2 separate regions of the Zea mays genome follow, and region 2 is linked to region 1. Evidence: chromatin contacts called from public Hi-C data. All regions are on one chromosome and are shown on one strand. Each heading gives the region's core, a stretch centred on a gene start, on an enhancer-like site or on the middle of the called end of the contact. The rest is flanking DNA. Distances are from core to core; before and after follow the strand shown. Region 1 holds the start of LOC100501078 (Plastid division protein PDV1). Region 2 holds the start of LOC103626964 (F-box/kelch-repeat protein At3g61590-like).

Region 1 (5,633 bases), core at 2,896-5,395:
GTGCTGCACGGTGGAATGTCGGAGACGGTGCGGTGCCGCTGCTGCATGTCGCTCGTAGTGTCACTAGCTAGCTAGCTAGCGCGGATCCATCCATGATGGAACTTGCTGGCCTGGCCCCATTCGGTGTGCCAAGTTTTCGCATGTTCAGCTGCTAGTTGGGCCGTCAGGGGTAGCTGATAGTACAATTTAGCTTGTGTGGCCACTAACCATGGCCATCAACTATGCGTTGGTAAACAGTTAGTATCATCTTTAAGCATGATTTACAACAGCCCACAGCTCTTTGAACAGGTTGATTCGTCGTTTCAGGTTTAGCCTCAACTGAAGGAGCACTGGATAAGGCTGCTGCTAGCTGCTTACAGACCGTCGAGCTGATACCGCAGGCGCCAGCAGAGCTGAAGACGGCGTAAATTATCTGCCTGCCTGCCTGGGTTTGCGGGCAAGATGGGGGTGATGGATTAGTACATACCAAGTTTGTAACTGTATATTACGCTCCAGCTCCCGATTATTTTTGATTGTGTGGTGGTGTATACATAGCAGGAACTAAAAATGAACGGTGGGGCGTGTGAGTTGATTGATTCAAACACATATAGTACGGTTGTTTCCTCCATTCTGGGCCTACAAACTTTGGGGGCTGGGTCGCCCCTCATGCGAGGCAGAGGCACGCTCCTTCAGGCTGCTGGGCCTTGGGCTGGTGTAGACTGTGATGTTGGGAGACAGTCGACTCAGGTGCTGACGTACGTAGGAGCAGAGTTGGTGACACAACACATCCCTTCTGTCGAGATTTCAACAATGCTGGACAAGCTTCGGAGTGCTAGATTTTCGAAACCCGAGCGTCAGTATTGCAAAAAAAAAATCCCTCCTATCTTAAAAGAGGCGCAGCTCTCCTACATCTTCAGATTCCGGAGACGATCCTTGTGAAATATTTTTCCGGACAAGTTCTCTATCAGGTTTACAGCAAGATGTTTGCTGGGGCTAACATGCATTTAGTTTGTATTAGATTATCTATCTTCCCTGAGCTGGCAGAAGACTGGAGCTCTATGCATTCAGCCATCAGAGATTCGTAGCGAAGTGTTCATTTCATACATGTCAAGTCACCTCGGATCTAAAGCGGCGTTGTGCGTCGGTGACTGTAGCTGCGATCCAGGCCATTCGTCTATTTCATTAGTCAGATCAGATCATGGAGCATGCTGAGGGCTGAATGCATTCTGATCTGTGTTTCTTATACGGAGGGGGGGCAAAGACAGGCACGTAGCAACGGATGCAGCAAGTTGACTTCGCAAATCACACTACAGCGAACAGAACAGACACCAATGGCACTAAGGACTCGTTTGATTTCCTCCCCGTCGAAGCTGTTTGGTCCCCCCCCCCCCCCCCCCGGCTCAGGCAGCGCTCCCAGACGTTGGATTTTGAACGCCTGGGGATGAGATGGTTTGCCTGACATGCAGGGTTGAGGGTTCCAACCAAATAAGCCCTAAGTGCAACCCGCCAGTTGGAAGAGCATGAGTGAGCAATGATAAAAGTAAGGCCAACTCTGCAAACAGACGTACAAAACATTGTTTTGTACTCAACTTACCGAGTAAAGTTTGAAATAGAGAGTGAAATATGTAGTGTACTGGAGATGGCCTAACAAAGCTGGGTACTGGTACAATCTGTAAAAGGAAAAACAATAGGGCACATACGAACATACAAAAACAAAGAAGCTTCTGAACCAAATATGACCAGACAGGCAATCAACAAAGCAAAGCAGCGATGCATCATCAAGCACGAGGCAGAAGAAAGCAAATAACGTCAGTACTCACAACTCAAAGCATGTCATGTGATCATACTGTAGCCCCAACAATCCCGAAACTTGCCACACAAGCGATGAACCTTACCACACCTCCTCAAGAGCACGGCAAGAAAGTAGGCAGTACGAAAACGGCAGTTCAAGTTAGCTTGAACGCGGTTTGCAAACAATGCATCTCTAAGCACAAAACCATTTACAATTTGAGATAGAATAAGTGGTATCCTTCAAATCCATCCAAAAAGAACCGGACAGACAGTTCCATGGTTGCCTTTTGCCTGGAACAGGGTCCAGTCCGTTGTAAAGAATGATCAGTGCCCTAACAAAACCAACAAAACTGAGCTTTGGTCAAAACTTTCTGTACAGCCAACAGCGTGAGCTTAATAATTCTTCAGCCTCTGGCTAGGTAAACCTCCAGAAGTTTTCCTTTCCCATTCGGTTGTGAGCTCCCTGATTGAAGATTGTACTCGATTCTCTTCCTACATTCCATGGCTGGAGTTTTACTTCCAAATGTAATTTGATGCAGCTGCAAGAAAGCAAGCATACTTACTGCAAACACTGCAGCGTTACCGAGAGTGCCCCCGATCTTGTCCAGTCGAAATGAATTCTTGGCTAATGATAAACTGCAAGATAACACGTTTGACATTATCCTTGAACCACTGCCCCTGTTGTCATCTGCGTTATCCTCTGATCGGCTATGGGTAGCACGAACATCCTCAGGTGAGATAAATTGACTCTTGTCACTCACTTCACCAACAAATGCCAAGGCCTCATCGATTACTTTATACTTCTTTCCTCGATGTTCTGCTAACCTCATAGCAAGGACTAGACGGCTTTGCTCCAGTCTAGCAATTGCAGCATCTCGCTCAGCCCGCTGTTGTGATTGAACAGTCTGTGAAGCAAGACTAACAGAAGTGAGAAATAGATCTCACAAAAAGATTTAACAGGAACAAGTAAAGCTAAATTAACGAAAAGCCCTGGCACTCCAAATTGTCGATAACAGATATGCATGTAAATGTCTACTAAATCCACTAATCCTTGGGAGTGGGCAGCTTTCTGGTAGTGATTTTATTTTTCTTTGACATCTGAGAATTCATTTAGCTAAGATAGTAAAACAGATTTAATTTAACAGAGAAGTGATCGACAATAAGTCCTTACACCACAAGACATGAAGTTTGTACATAGTAATGGTGTCCCTATGCTTTGCAACTTGCACAAAGTAACAATCAACTATAAATAAGATATTGATATACTACCCCAAATGGTATCATGAGGACATCAAACATAAGAGAGAGCACTGGAAGGGCAACGGAATCCATGTGGAAATAATACCGCACCCTTAACATCCACATGGCCCTCGTGATCAAGTCATCTGCACCCTAACCATTCGCTGGAGGCCAACCACTTGTGAGCCAAATGACCTGAACTCTAAGTAAACAACAAGTAGAAATTCGGATGCACGGTAAAACATTAACATCCCACCTAGTAGAATATTCAGCAGCAACTCAATTCCTACCAGAAGAATAGCATACATGCATTTTACCCGATTAAAACACAAATGGTCATTGTGGATTACGACAGATAGGACCATCCAGTTCTGTTCGAGAATGAAGAATTCATTGGCCACATAACAAGCACAGGCATGGGAATTATTGGTGATAGGGGCTCTCTACTTTCTCATGCCTGAATCGCTTGAACGCAACGACCGGCAATCACGAGAACAACGAGCGTTAAGGGGCACCGAAAAGCAGTCCCCATTCGGCACAGCAGCAGGTCAGAAGCGGTGGTCCTAACCCAGAATTAACAAACAGTACTACACGCGCGAAACCCTAGAACAGTTTGGGCTGGGATGCTCTATCCCTAGGGGGCAGAAGGGGTGGAAGGGGAGCAGGAGCCTCACGTGTAAAAACTCGAGGTGGTCCTCGACGTCCTCGAGCGCGGAGCGAATGGCGTGCAGGCTCCTGGCCTCGGCCAGGGCCTCCGCGGCGGCGGCCAGCGCCTCACCTCCGCCGCCGGCGGCGCCGTCCTTGACGAAGACGCACCCGTTCCTACCGACGCCGATGCGGTGGGCCCCTTTGGCGGAGGGCGCGGACGGCACGGGAGGGGGCGGGGGAGCGGGCAGGAGGAGGTGCGCGCGGGAGACGGCGAGGATGGCATCGCTGAGGCGGTCGTGGAGGTCCCAGATCCGCTCGAGGGCCGCCTCGGCCTCGGCTGCGTCCCACCGCATCGCTGCCGGCGCGCGCGCGCGGCCCTGATGAGTCCTGGTGCGGATTGTTAGTGAGGACTGAGGAGTGAGGAGTGACCGAGCGAGGGGGAGCGGAGCGAAAGGGAAACGGGAGGGGACGGGGATGTGTGATGGACTGATGGCGGCACCACCGAGGCGGGGGTGGGGAGCTTCCTTTTGTTGGTTCGTTCTTCGTTGCATGCAGGGAAGACGGAAGAGTGGTGAGGAAAGCGCGCCTGCAAGTGCTTCAGTTGCTACAAGTTTTACCTGGTTTCCTAATTTAAAGGTAATCAGCTAAATTCTATCGAGATCTTTTCGCTGATTCGGCGGCACTGGTGGCAGACCCAACCATGAGTTCAGGATAATAAGGGTGCTTTCTTCGCGAGAGTAGCTTATGAACAAATTCATGGTCTATTGAGTTAAATGGTGTATGTTAATTTTTTTTAAAAAAATAAGACGAAATAGAGAAATAGAGACGTCACTGAGCCAAATGACACCACAAGTGTCTGCCGTACAGGGTTACGGTTTTTATTTATTCTTAATTATATAATATAACATAAAGACGTGTATGTTGTGTTGGCTAGGTAAGTGTGGATGTAAATTTAAAATCAATAATCATGGAGTTTTAGTATTTTTCAATTTAATTACGAGGGACGCGACAACAATATAACCATAGAACCAGAAAAACTGATACTTTAATATAGTAGAGAATTGTAGATAGGTGATTGATGTGTGGATCCGACTTACACTAGTGATCGGACGTAACCGTAGAAATTTTGCTTCCTGATGACCCTGATAGATATTGTTTGTAGAGTTATTTTGGTAGCCTGATATTTTTGTGAGTGTCAAGAAGGCTTACGCGAGTGACAGGATGTAACCGTAAAAAATTTGCTTCCTAAGATAGTGTTTGTAGAGCTATTTTGGTAGCCTGATATTTCTATCTCTACTTTTTAAAGAACTAGTTCCATGAGTCATGCATCAAGTGAAACACATAGTTATTTTCCTCTCTCCAGCTCCTTCACATAGTCCTATACACCACATATGGGTTGTTATACTATAGATGGGCTATAAGAAACTACTCAAACCCAATACAATAAGAAGCCATACGATAGTACCAGCTTGCTAGCTAAAGAAGAACGAACTATCGAGCTAACTATAAAAAAGGGTCAAGTTTTTTTTCAATTTACCTTTCTCGGCCTTTTGACTAAAATAAAGTATAATATTTTGTTCTTATAAGTTTAATATCTTACATGTGGAGTTATAAAAAGGGATCGGGCTTCTTTTCAACTTATACTTTTCTCAATCTTTTGGCTAAGATAAAGTGTAATGTTTGTTCTTAGCAGTTTATGTGATATGTGAACTATATGTTCACTTTGATATTAAATTTATTTTTATGTATATCAAATATGATTGTGTGTAGTTGGTAACACACGTGTATTGTCCTAGTGGATAAAAAAGCTTGTGTTGTTGACCGTCTAGGCAGCCGACACACGGAGCCGGGAGTCATGATGTTGCTACGGCCAGTCCCTCTTGATTGTGACTCAGGTTATGGAGTTCTAGACATGCCACATGGTTTGACCTATAACCAGCAAGGGTGTGTTGATACCGGTGAATCGCTCTATAAAT
Region 2 (5,328 bases), core at 307-2,806, 430 kb before region 1:
CAATCATCGATCGAGCTGGAGTAAGTTTCCCCGTCCGCAGATAGCTTGAAATCCAAATCCCATAGCAACCTGAGAAATGTAACCAGGTTGTAACCGGAAATCTGGAACCATTGCCACCTACCGGAGGACCTCAGCGTAAGCGTAACCGACCAGCAGGGCAAGCCCACGCGGAGCCTCATACTAACCCTTCGGCGGAGGAGCTTTGTTCAGCGGGCTTCCCTCCGCGAGAGAACACCAAATCCGGAGCAAGTAGGACTGGATCTGCACTTAGAGGCCTCGGATCCACACAACCACTGACCAGATGCCGCTAATGCTACAGGATGATCTAGAGCGGTGGGGGCTGATAAGCCTCTCCATGGCTGGCGCTGCGAAGGGTTTAGGGCGGTGGCAGATGGCTGGCACTGCAATGCCCTTTGCCTGAACAGATGGAGGGAAGCAGCGAGAAAGACGGGGAGGGAGCAGTGGAGCGCGGTGTGCGGAGGTGGGATCCATGAGCGGGCGCGGGAGGTGCGGCGCAGGCGACGCGATGCAGCAGCTCCTCGCGTCGATGGCGGCGAGTCATGCGGGCGGGCGAGGATGGATCACGGGGCGGGGGCACGCGAATCACGGGAGCGGAGCCACGGTAGCTGGTGGACGCCTACTTTGCTATCTTATAGAGTAGTAAAGATTTGGCACATAATAACTCACTCAATATGTATTGAGCACTTAATCACCAAAATATACTAGAAATGACCCAAGGGCACATTTCCCTTTCAAACCCCCCTGTTGTAATAAAGACAATGTTCGGTTGTCTGTTTTAGGCCATGCCCATAGATTTTCCCACTTTTTAGGGCTAGTTTAAGAACCCTATTTTCTAAAGGGATTTCCATTTTTCTAACGAAAAATAGTTTATTTTCCTTTAGAAAGATAGGAACCTTTAGAAAAATATAGTTCCCAAACTAGTCCTTAATACTTTAGCTTCGGAAGAATAGCCTCCAGCTACAGTAGCAGCGCTGTAAAAAGCTCAGCCGAATGTCTAATGCTTCGTTCATATGCCGGTACTGGAGGGCATGAAATTGAATTGGTTTGAATATAAAATCAGCCATGGTATTGAAATTAGATGAAATTACAGTTCTATTATTTGGATGTCCCTGCACAGAGGGGTAACACTCTCAATTGGGAGAGAGAGTTTCTAGTTATAGTCCAATACCACGGAATTGACTCTCTGGTTTTAAAAACCCAATTCTATGTGCAACTAAACAACAGAATTTAGAAAAACTGAATCTAAATCCTGATTTTGTATACCAATATCTACATCAAAACGAGATATAATACTTAAAAAAAGTCCTCGTGATATTACGAATGCGTTAGGAGAGGGTAGAGCTAGATAGCACAGGATGACAGTGAGATTATCTATGTCACATGTCAGGTGGATATGTCCGGTAGACAAAAAAGCACCATCCAAAGGATTTCCGTTCTCTCCCACTACACTAGTACGTCTGGAGCTGAACCGATCGACCCTCTCCCTCCATCCCTCCCTCACTGTCTAAAACATTTTTTTCTTTGCTTGAAGCAAGCACCTTCCCCTTTCTCTGCCTCCCTCTCCCCTCCATATATACGCCATTGTGTCGCTCCGCTAGTCTCGCGCGACGCCCATGGGGGAGGAGGGGGGCCTGATCTAATGTAGGGGCAGGAGGAAGCCCTTCCACTGTTCCATCTCTTTCCCGGAGTAGGTGGTGGGCACGACGAAGGCCCCTCGCCCCCACCAGATTCGTGCAACTCGGCGCCTCATCCGATCGGCACCGGCCGCCCAACGCGCTACAGACGCGCTGCCGGTACCCTCTCCCTCTCCGCCCGGAAGATTTGGTTTTTGGTGCATTTGTTTAGCTCTTGGCGATGAATCCCTGTTCGGTCTGTTCCTGAAAGCGTCGGGACTCTGGAGGACACGGCGGCGGCTTGGTGGATTGTGGGAGGGAGGGCCTTCTCTTGGATTTCTGTTGTCGAGGACAGGTAACCAATCGCATCGTCTTCCCCCATTCATGTTTGTCTTTTTTTTTTTCAGTGAGACATGGATTGTTTGGGGGATTCTTTTTTTTTATTTTTTGGGGGGTTTAGGGTCTATGCTTCATCATGCATTGAATTGCGGGTTAGCGCTTGCTTTTTCGCGCGGCGTCAAGGATTGGTACTAGCCATGAGGCGTGCGTTTCGTGGTGTGGTTTCTGGTAAAATTCGGTGGGTAGATAGTGCTGCTCTTGCCTGCGCTGCTTGCTTTATTTGTCTGCGCCTGCCTTTAATGATCGTGATGTGGCCCTTTCCGCGGCAAATTGAATGTGGTGGCCAAAAATCAGCTGTGGCCCTCTCTGGAAAAAAAATAATAATAGAGAGGTTCTATTTGTGATGGGGACGTTATTGTCCGGCAATTTGTCCCCCCGGCAATTAGAAGTAGCTGTTTCTGTCATTTTTCCCCGTTTAATCGTCCTCGTGGCACAAGACAAATATACGGATCGAGAAAAGATTTATTTATTTATTTATGTAACAAGTAATAAAGAGAGAGAAACTGGTCAGACCTCTGCCATTTGTTGATCTTACTGCATTTCATGTCGTTGAAAGAAGGTTAGATTGGTCAGGTTGGATTATTGCCCTTTTCATCTAGGCGAGTTTAGTCTGTTAAAGAAATGGCATACTTTTGGTGTTTGGTTACCGGCAGATGTGCCCTTGAGATGTAGACAGCCACCAGGTTGTTTTCATCGAATTTGCATTATACATGGTGGTACAGAGTATAGAGAGTCTGACCTGAACATTGCTTTTCTATTTACATCTACTCTGTACTCAGAAAAATTTGGCTGGGCTGAAAATGCTTGCTTAGTTTTATCTGCATCAGACGTTTTCATATTTGGTTCATTTCCCTTATTTTTATCGCAACAATTGTCTCTTGCAGGGTCTTGTATTAGCTAGCTATTCACTGGATGTTGGCGATGGGGACAGAAGAGTGGGAGCTCTATCCTTGTTCCTACAGCGGCTCACAGGTGATAGAGTACAGGCCGGTCTCTGAAGACGAAGACGGCGAGGACGACCAGAACGGGGCCGACGTGGCAGTGTCGCTGGACGCCGTTCTCCCAGACGATCTCCTGGAGAAGGTTCTTTCCTTGTTGCCCGTTGCGAGCGTCATAAGGTCCGGGTCCGTTTGCAGAAGGTGGCATGAGATTGTGCATGCGCAGAGGCACGCGTGGAGCAAGACGGTGCCCGAGAAGCCATGGTACTTCATGTTCACCTGCAGCCAGGATGCGGTTTCAGGGTTCGCCTACGACCCGAGCCTCCGCAAGTGGTATGGGTTCGATTTCCCTTGCATCGAGAGGAGCAACTGGGCCACGTCCTCGTCGGCTGGGCTGGTGTGCCTGATGGACAGCGAGAACAGGCGCAGCGTCCTGGTGTGCAACCCCATCACTAAGGACTGGAAGAGGCTTCCTGATGCTCCTGCTGTTGGGGGCAGGACAGCTGATTACAGTGGCCTCGCCTTCTCCGTGGACAGAAGCACTCATCGCTACACCGTGGCCGTTGCAAGGAGCAGCCAGGTTCCATCCGAGTATTACCAGTGGGAGTTCAGCATCCACTTGTACGACTCGGTGTCTGGCACCTGGGCGACTCCCTTCACGGGGGTGTTGCTTGGGTGGAGAGGCGGCGACGAGTGCGTCATCTGCGACGGAGTCCTCTACTACCTGGTGTACTCCACGGGGGTTGTGATGAACGATAGCGAGCATCGCCATTGCCTTGTGATGTACGACCTCGATGCAAGGCATAGTAGTAGCAGTAGCAGCCACACTTCTCTGCTGAGCATGGCTATCCCGGCGCCGTGCGCCCTTACGTGCGGCCGGCTGATGAACCTGAGCGAGAGGCTCGTGCTGGTTGGCGGCATCGGCAAGCAAGATAGGCCTGGGGTCATCAAGGGAATCGGCATCTGGGAGCTCCGTCGCAAGGAGTGGCACGAGGTCGCCCGGATGCCCCACAGGTACTTCCAAGGGTTCGGCGAGTTCGACGACGTTTTCGCAAGCTGCGGGGCGCGTGATCTTATCTACATCCAGAGCTATGGGTCGCCGGCGCTCCTCACCTTCGAGATGAACCACAGGTCGTGGAGGTGGTCCGCGAAGAGCCCTGTTTCCAAGAGGTTCCCGCTGCAGCTGTTCACTGGGTTCTCTTTCGAGCCCAGGCTGGACATTGCTCTCTAGTTTCTTGCCTCGTGTCTACCTCCCACCAGAATCTTCGCGTTGCATTTTGTATGGTTTTGTGGAGCGGCCAAAGCCCAGGAGGTGGTGCTGCTGCTGCCGTTGAAGCCATTTGAGCACAGAAAATGCCCCTTCTTTTTATACTGTAGCTCTATTCTTTTCTTTGTTGGGTCTATTGGGCAGCAGGGTATATGCATTGGAATGATCAGTTAAACTTCGCCGATCATTTTTGTTGACCTGGACACTGGAGGGACCGAGGGAGAGACGATGATGTGGGAGCAACTTGCCTAAGAACTATTCCTGTTCCATTGCTATGAAGGAGAGTAGTCCACCATTGCTACGGCTTTCTTTGAGCTATTTTTTGAAGAGCAGAGCCTGTTACTCTGCTTGTGATCTCATATTAATCTCCCTTCATCTGTCTGCAGATGGAAATCAAATCTTTCTAACACTGAACAACAGACGTGTTTTAGCCTTATTGTATGCAAAGACAAGTAGTAGTATATCCGTTAAGAAGTACATGCTGCACAGCGGTGCTAGAATCATTGCCTCCTCTCTCTAGCCGTCGTTCACTCGTTTGGATGGATGGATGGAAAACGATCACATTATTTCTTCATCCTGCTACCCCGCCAGAGCTGTCTGTCAATCTGCACCGAAAGCAGCTAGCTGGTTGTACCACCTAGAAAGCAGCGCCTGCGTATCTCCATCCTGCTGTTGCTGTCACTGCCTGCGCAAAGCCTGTGTTAAACGCCAACTGCGCTCTGCGAAGAAGGATGCAAACTGTTTTTTTTACGCTGTGCACCGTTACGATTCGGATAAATTCGGTTTTTGTGATGTTTAAAAACTGCCCTGGGTATCACTTGAGCTAGAGAGACCGACAACTATAGGTATTAAATAATTCAGCAGAAAATCTTGGCTTCAGTTGACCAGTTTTTACTACGCATGGTACTCCTCCCGAGCCTTTTGTAATCTAGAGGATTGAGCATCTAGGCACGGGCAAGACAGCACGGGTAAGGGCAGCCGCAATAACACAGTCATCTCTTTATAAAAAATCTATGTCAGCATCTATCTTACGTGGCAAAAACTTAAATAAAAAAGAGTTTTGTTATATATGAATATGAAGTAAGACTAT

The links. A called contact is a pair of places that touch in the nucleus more often than the background predicts.
Region 2: a contact with region 1 is called in a Hi-C map of ear, with 2.7 times the contacts expected there. The contact joins the promoter of LOC103626964 here to the promoter of LOC100501078 in region 1. A contact is called at or near these places in 5 of 25 Hi-C or Micro-C datasets (bundle sheath, ear, leaf and 1 more).

Annotation. Positions count from the first base shown.
Region 1 is chr5:141,555,364-141,560,996 of Zm-B73-REFERENCE-NAM-5.0, reverse strand. It overlaps LOC100501078 (Plastid division protein PDV1), which reads right to left and starts at 4,145. Exons shown (of 2, transcript NM_001195905.1): 1 at 3,684-4,145; 2 at 1,994-2,675. The coding sequence starts at 4,010. The coding sequence ends at 2,175. It overlaps LOC100273041, which reads left to right. Exons shown (of 2, transcript NM_001367777.1): 2 at 307-578. The coding sequence ends at 322.
Region 2 is chr5:141,980,152-141,985,479 of Zm-B73-REFERENCE-NAM-5.0, reverse strand. It overlaps LOC103626964 (F-box/kelch-repeat protein At3g61590-like), which reads left to right and starts at 1,556. Exons shown (of 3, transcript NM_001301597.1): 1 at 1,556-1,814; 2 at 1,906-1,989; 3 at 2,918-4,596. The coding sequence starts at 2,946. The coding sequence ends at 4,202.